2 separate regions of the Gossypium raimondii genome follow, and region 2 is linked to region 1. The links are chromatin contacts, called in public Hi-C maps. All regions are on one chromosome and are shown on one strand. The core of a region is the stretch at or near the end of the contact, and the rest is flanking DNA. Distances in the headings are between cores, read along the strand shown.

What was found. Hi-C and Micro-C count contacts between places; a contact is called where the count stands out from the background.
Region 2: a contact with region 1 is called in a Hi-C map of leaf, with 1.9 times the contacts expected there. The contact joins two enhancer-like sites. A contact is called at or near these places in 2 of 2 Hi-C or Micro-C datasets (both in leaf).

What each region holds. Positions count from the first base shown.
Region 1 is chr13:15,091,269-15,095,069 of ASM2569854v1, forward strand. No RefSeq gene overlaps it. Among protein-coding and RNA genes, the nearest start is that of LOC105784317, 15 kb to the left of the region's middle. Within about 2 kb of position 2,408, the one cell type or tissue checked has open chromatin away from gene starts, as enhancers often do. A contact at or near this core is called in leaf, where this site is marked.
Region 2 is chr13:15,224,457-15,228,006 of ASM2569854v1, forward strand. No RefSeq gene overlaps it. Among protein-coding and RNA genes, the nearest start is that of LOC105781939, 18 kb to the right of the region's middle. Within about 2 kb of position 1,850, the one cell type or tissue checked has open chromatin away from gene starts, as enhancers often do. A contact at or near this core is called in leaf, where this site is marked.

The DNA.
Region 1 (3,801 bases), core at 1,158-3,657:
TTTATGCTATAAGCTTACTAAGCTTCTTTAGCTTACTTATTTCATTTATGTTCTTTTGTAGTTGTAAAGTTTGTAGACTGACCAGATGGACCGACTGAGAGCTCACACTATCCAACCATCTTGGTAGCCTTTGTATTTCGTTTTGGGATGTGGCGTGTATATAGGTCTTTTGTTGTGAATATGTAAATGTTATGCTATAATGGTATTTCTAGTGAAATCGTTGATTTTGAATGTGTATGTTTGAAGTGCTTTGGTTGGTAATCCTTAATATTAAGAATTAAGTCATGATGCTTGAATGGTAACTTGACATGAGTATTTGTATTTGGTAAACTTAGATGATGGTTTGAGTATGGTAACTTGACATTTTAGTTTGGTTATTTGAGTGAATGATCTTTAATTGTGGTGCCTTTGAAGGGCATATTGGCTAGGCATAGGATGGATAAGATTTTGGCATGTAATTGGTGTTTTGAATGTGCTTTTGAACCATAGAAATGAGCTAGATATGGCATGTCTTGTAGTGTAAGGAATGGTGTATGAATTAGCTTGAATTAGGGGTTAAAATAGAGCACACGGCTGAGGACACAGGCTATCACACGGTTGTGTGCCACACACGATCTCCTCACACAATTATGTGTATTTATTGTTTTTAGGTGCAGTATCCACACGGTTTAGCACACAGCCTGCGACATGGTCATGTGACTCAACTTTGAATACATACAGTTTGGCACATGGCCTGCGAATACACACATGGTTGTGTCACAAACTATGTGCCAAACTGTGTGGCCCTATTTTGAATACTCACACGGGTGGACACAGGACCTGGAACATGGTCGTGTGTCTTGACTTCGAATGTTCACATGGTCTGGGCCATGTCACACGACCATGTGACCCCCGTTTGGCAAATTTTTAAGTTTTTCTGAAATTTATTGTTTTGAAATTTCAAATGAGACTATACAATTTTTCCTATCCTATATCCGAGAATTGGAAGTCATCAATTGGAAGATACTTGTTCAAGGAGTGGGGCCTGAAGACTGGAGACTACCGAAAAATCATTTGGTGAAGTTAAATTTCTATGCGGCTTTTCAAAAACACACAAAAAGATCTTGCTCATACAATATTATCAGAGATGAAAATGGAGGGATGTTGGGTTCAAAGATAGTAATGAATGATCACGTACCCTCAGTGTTCGCGGCAAAGGCAATTGCATGTGTCTAGGTAACTCAGTGGGGCTTAGATTTGGGTTTCTTGGAGGTGGAAATTGAAGGTGATGCTCTCTTTGTTATAAAAAACACACTTCAAAAAAGGAGGATAGATTGGAGATAAGTACATACATTAGGAGTACCAGATTCATATGCGCAGGCTATCGGCGGTGTATTTTCCGACATGCACCGGGAGAAGCAAATAGAGTAGCTCATGTTCTTGCAAATGAAGGTATCAGAATGGAAGAAAATTCTTACCTAGTGCGAAAAAATTAATTAATAATTTTACTAATTGTCATTTGAATCAGGATTGAAATTTTAAAATTTAAAAAAGCATAAAGCCTAAAAAATGGTTAAATTAGAAAATATGAATTAAATTCATGACTTATGCATAATATAAAACTAATAAAAATATTTAACCAAATAAATTTAATTACTACAGTTTCATAAGATTGAGATTTTAAAATTTAAAAATATAAAAGTTAAGAGTGACTAATTGAAGTAAAATTACAATTCATCTATTATACATAAACTAATAGAAGATTTTAACTTGTAAATAACAATGTCCAAATCGTTTGGTACCATTGATCATGAATTTGACCTGTAAAAGCATTAATATATCTGGCTTTTCTTGAGTGACTCTAGGATGTTTATCCAAAATTCTTTTCTTATGACCCCAAATGCGGATATTTTAAATAGATGAATTAGTTAGGTTATTATTTTATTGGTATAATTAATTCGATCAATTCAATTAAATAAATTATTAAAGATTTATAAAAATTTAAAAATTATTTCAGTCGATTGATCTAGTTTAATTCAAACAATGATGGTGAAAATTAGGTGGGGCTTGGTTCCTTTGTTAAATGAATTCTTTCTTCACTTTTAACTCTTAACGAGAATCTACATTTTGGTTTTGCCAAAAATAATAATTTAATTAAAATATTTTTAACTTTATCCGAATTTTATAATTTTATGTTTGGTGCGAGCTTAAAATTTTTAGTTATCCTATTTGTTGACCCAGTTTTTGATATTTTTAATATTTTGTTTTAGGGAGATTTTTTGAGATTATAATGGGTGAAACATCTTGATTTAACAAATGGAATAAAAATCAATGGAAATGGTCACATATCTAAACTGATGTATTTTAAACATAATTAAATTTGTTTAAAACATTTTGTAATAGCAACATGGCACATTGTCCCTCCTGTCACAAAGGGCAAATCTTGTCGATGAACTTTGGCATTGGTACAAAAACCAGCTGGCCATGTATATGCTGCAAGGAACAAAAACAAAAAACCCAAATTTAACCCAATTAGTTAGCAATAATAGTGTTACTTTTAGAAGGCAATATTTAACAAATCCCTTTTGTATAAAAACTAAAAACCCCATGAGAGAGAAGAAAGAAGGCATCTTTTGGGTATTGGCCGAAAAGTGTGTAACAAGGAGGTGGTCCAATTATTCTTTGTTTATAAGGGTAAGGAATTTCAATACCCCAATCAACACCTCTAGAGACCCCATCAAAATAAAAAACCAACCACTCAAATTTTCAAACTAGTACTTCCTTCCCACCTAACCTTGTTTTTTTTTCTCTTCTATAATACTAATGGCACATATATTATGTCATACTTTTGAACTTAAGATTTAGTTTATTACTTCATATAATTTTTTGTCGGTTTAAAAATCTTTTTTATCGGATTTCGGTTAAATTTAAAATCAAGTCGAATAAAACTTTTAATAGTAGACTAGTTATCACAATGTTACTTTTTTTTCTTTCACAAGTAAGGAAAATTGAGCTCTTTATCACTAGACCTAACAAGTAAACTTTTAATAAAATTTAAATTTGAATTTAAGCATTGACAACCTATTTTCTATCATCTGAAAAAATATTTTAATAATCCAACTAGCTCTATTGGGTATGAAGAATAATTTCTTTTTCCCTTTTACATATATCTTAAGGAAATGTTTTAGGGCCTGATATAAAGTACTACATGATTAACTATTTTGGGTGTTTATTTTAGCAATTCTAACTTTCATCTAATTTAGGTGAATGATATTTTTCTTTGAATTATAGTGATTGATGATATTAGTGTTCCAAGTCTTAGGATCTTTATGGATCCCGATTCCCATGGGTGCTATGATGGGTGAGATCTTCACAATTTTTTTAAAGAAGATTTTTCCCTAATCTCATCCCATCTCTAATGAAGAAGCCTTTGGCAATTTCACCTGTTCCAAATAATGCATTGACATTGTTGGTGCATAAGCTGCAATGTATCACTGTACGTGAGATTTGATGTTGGCATTTTCTATGCCACACCTATAGCCAGATTGTAATATTTCATTGAACGTTTTTTTATTTATTACAAATATATTTGGCTTTTATTCAAATTTTATTAAGTTAAATCGATAACAAAATTTATTGATAATATTCAATAGAGGTGTTAATAGATTGGGTCAGGTTTGGTTAGATTTAAACATGATATTAGTATATTTTATACTTGTTCAAGCTCAATTTGATCTGAAATATGGTCCTAAAATTTTGCCTAAGTCCATCTATATTTGTAAATGATTAACTAGAGCTCATTTTAAGCTCACCCAATTTATT
Region 2 (3,550 bases), core at 600-3,099, 130 kb after region 1:
CTACTAAAAAAGTGACTTAGCACATCCATCTTCCATGTTCATGACTCCTATCAAGTCAGACACCCAAGACACATCACTTACCATGGTTGATTGCACTCTGTAGGGCTTATCATGCGGGATCCATCTGTCCTTCCAGATAGAAATGTTGCTGCCCGTACCAACTTGCCAACGAAGACCGGTTTCCAAAAGATCACGAGCACTCCAAATGCTGCGCCAATTAAGAGAAGGTTGTAAACCTAACTCAACTCTGATAAAATTTGTATTGGGATAATACTTAGCGTTCAATACTCAACTCACCAACGAACCAGCATTACTAACAAGCCTCCAAACTTGTTTTGCCAATAACACAAAATTAAACTTTGCAAGATCTTTGCACCATACACCCATCATCTTTAAGCGCGCATAATTTCGATCAAGAGCACCAATAAATCCCTCTTTTATCATAAGAATTTTGCCACCAAAACTTGCTAATTACCGCCTCTAACTCTCCACAAAAAGATTTCAACATCGCATAAAGAGGTATGGCTTGAAGTATCGATTTAATGAAGACCTCCCTACCTCCTAGAGTGTTAAACAATAGCATAAAGATTGTTAAGATTGTTAGTCTGTTATCAAACCTGTTAATTAGTTGGTTAGGAGCAGTTATTCCCATATGAGTATATAAACTTTATCAATGTGTTCATTCAATAGATAAGGAATATTGATTAAAGAATTACTTTGTAGTTTATCTTTCGATTCATACATTTTTTGCATAGTATCTAACATGGTATCACTTGCCTAGTCCTGGTACATGCTTCCACTTCCGCATTATGGCACCATCAACCGATTCTACCTCTGCTGATCATACGAGTCCATCATTTTCCAGATGTTTCTTTGTTTAATCAACAAGATAAGTTGTTATTCTCTTGGCTCCTCTCTACAATTAGTTCATATCTTTTATCATGCTTTACATCTGTTAAATCTGAATGCGAAATATGGATCACAGCATATCATCTTTTCGCTACTTCAATTGGTGTGAAAGTCTCCCGTATTAAACATGACATGCACTCTACAAAGAAGGGTGATTTAACTGTAAAAGAATATATCGCAAAAATAGAAATTATTTGTGCGTTACTTGCAACTTCAGGATCGGCGGTTTCAGAAGTCGAAAAGGTGGAAGTTACTTTTGCTAGCCTCTCGTCGGATTTTGACGCAGTGTTGACCTTGGCCTCGTTCTCGATGAAGCCTCTTCCCTTCCAGTAATTAGTCGACATCCTCATGGAGTTTGAAAGTCGACAGATGCGAGCAGCGTGTGAGGTTCCAATGCATGCCCATCTAATTGAAAAACCTTTGGTTGTTGCGGTGGTCGACTCAGTTTCATGCGATGTACGTGGCGAGCATTCTTAGGTAGGTTCACGTGGGCATGGATTTCAGCCACGAATACAGTGTCAAATATGCAACTGATTCAGTCATTTGGCGCAGCGCTGCTTCTATCGTTTCAATCGCAACTACGGTGGCCCGAATGCTTCCACCATGACGCGATTTTCTTCTGCGCATGATGGACAAGGGATACAAGGTGATGAGTTCTCTGGCCGTTCTAGTTTTTTTGGTGGTTCTGGATTTGGTGGTAATTTTTGGAGAGGCTGGCCACACTTTCAAAATCGTGGTTATTATTTGCCGCAAGCTAGGGCTACTCCTTTTTACTATTCTTACCCTAATGAAACTGGTCATGGAATTGGGCTTACGGTGGATCAAAAATGCTTGGTTTGGGTCTGCTAGTGGCCCACCTGATGTTTATGGTCCATATGCTAGACCATCCATAGGACATGACATGTAGTGTGATGTGGGACATGAGCTAGGGCGTGATTTGGGCCAGCACCGTGTTGGCCCATCTGTTGTGGTGCACAATAGTGGGCATAATAGTGGGTAGTACCTTGGACTGGATGCAGGTCAGTCTCTTGGGCCTACTAGCGGACAGAATAGTGGGCAGTATGTTGGGCCGAATGTAGGCTAGTCTCTTGGGCCTGCTAGTGGACAGTTTAGTGGGCCGAATAGTGGGCAGGCCAATGCTAGCAAAAAAATTTGGACTGAGTTCACTTGGGGCTAATACTAATTATGTTGATCTTGAAGGCTATATGCAAAATAATGATCCTGAAGTTTCGTGACGGACTAAACCACGAGCACGTGTATTTGATTTTGACTCCTCACAGTGTGTTCAGCTACCCTGAATCCCTGATTTTCATGCGTCTAATTTTACGAATGCCAAGTAGTATGATTCCAACTTTGATAATACTAACTCATATGTTCCTGTGCCGATAGGAACCTCATCATGGTATCCAGATTCAGGGGCCACTCATCATGTCTATCAGAATGCATCTAGTTTAAATGCCTCCACTCCATATATCGGTATTTCTTCTCTTTTAATGGGAAATGAGGCTCCCACTAAAATTTCATCTATTGGGAATACTGTTCTACCAACAAAGAAGAAGTTATTACATCTTTCTAATGTTTTGTGCGTGCCAAGCATCCAAAAAAATCTTATGTCTGTCTCTCAATTTGCTATTGATAACAATGTATTTTTTTGAATTTCACCCCTCTTATTGTGTTATTAAGGACATTTAGACACAGAAAATTTTACTGCAAGGCCAAGTTCGTGATGGTCACTATCAATTTTCGGTCGGTTCATCTATCCTTTCTAATACAATTCCCTCTATTAACAACACTGGGATCCAAGATTGTCATTTGGATGATGATGTCTTTACACTGTGGCATAAAAAGCTTAGTCACCCTTCTCTTACGATTGTTAAACTTGTTCTTGACAAGTGTCGAATTGTTTCCAATAAAAAATGTCTTGATAATGTTTGTGTTGCCTACCAGAAAGGGAAATCACGTAAATTGCCCTTTTCACACTCTACTAATGAATATATGGAATTATTTGAATTGGTTGTCTTTGATTTGTGGGGACCAGCTTTTGTTGACTGTGGGGGTAATCTGTATTATGTTTCGTTTATTGACATGTGTAGTCGGTTTACCTGGGTTTATATGATTAAACGTAAATCTCAAGTGTAGAAGCCCAAATTTGCCCAGGCCCAATTAAACCAAAAATAAATAAAACCAAAATAAGCTAAAGTCCAGTCCATTACAAGCCCAAATGCCAAACCCACCTAAAACTAACCCAAATAACCCTTACAATGGCCAAAAACTCGTATGGCCCAAAAATCAAATCAGACCCAGAAAGTTTAATCAAACTAGGGTTTCAGACTTTCTGAAACCCTAGCGCCGCATCTTTTGACCTTTGGCCCTCTGCCGCCGCAGCCACCTTCCCTTTGCCACCGCCACTTGCACCACCTACTCCACCTGCGAAATAAAGGAGAACACGCAAGCAAAGAAGGACAAGACAGTAGAAGCAATAATAAAATAAAAATTGTGTAAAAATGGCTATATAGAGGCCATTCAAATGGATTGTAACGGCTTCTTCCTCTTTACAGACATATTAGAAAAAAAAAGAAAACAAAAACTTAAAGGTGATTTCTTTGTTTTTTTATTTTAGTCTTTCTATTTTTTTATTTTT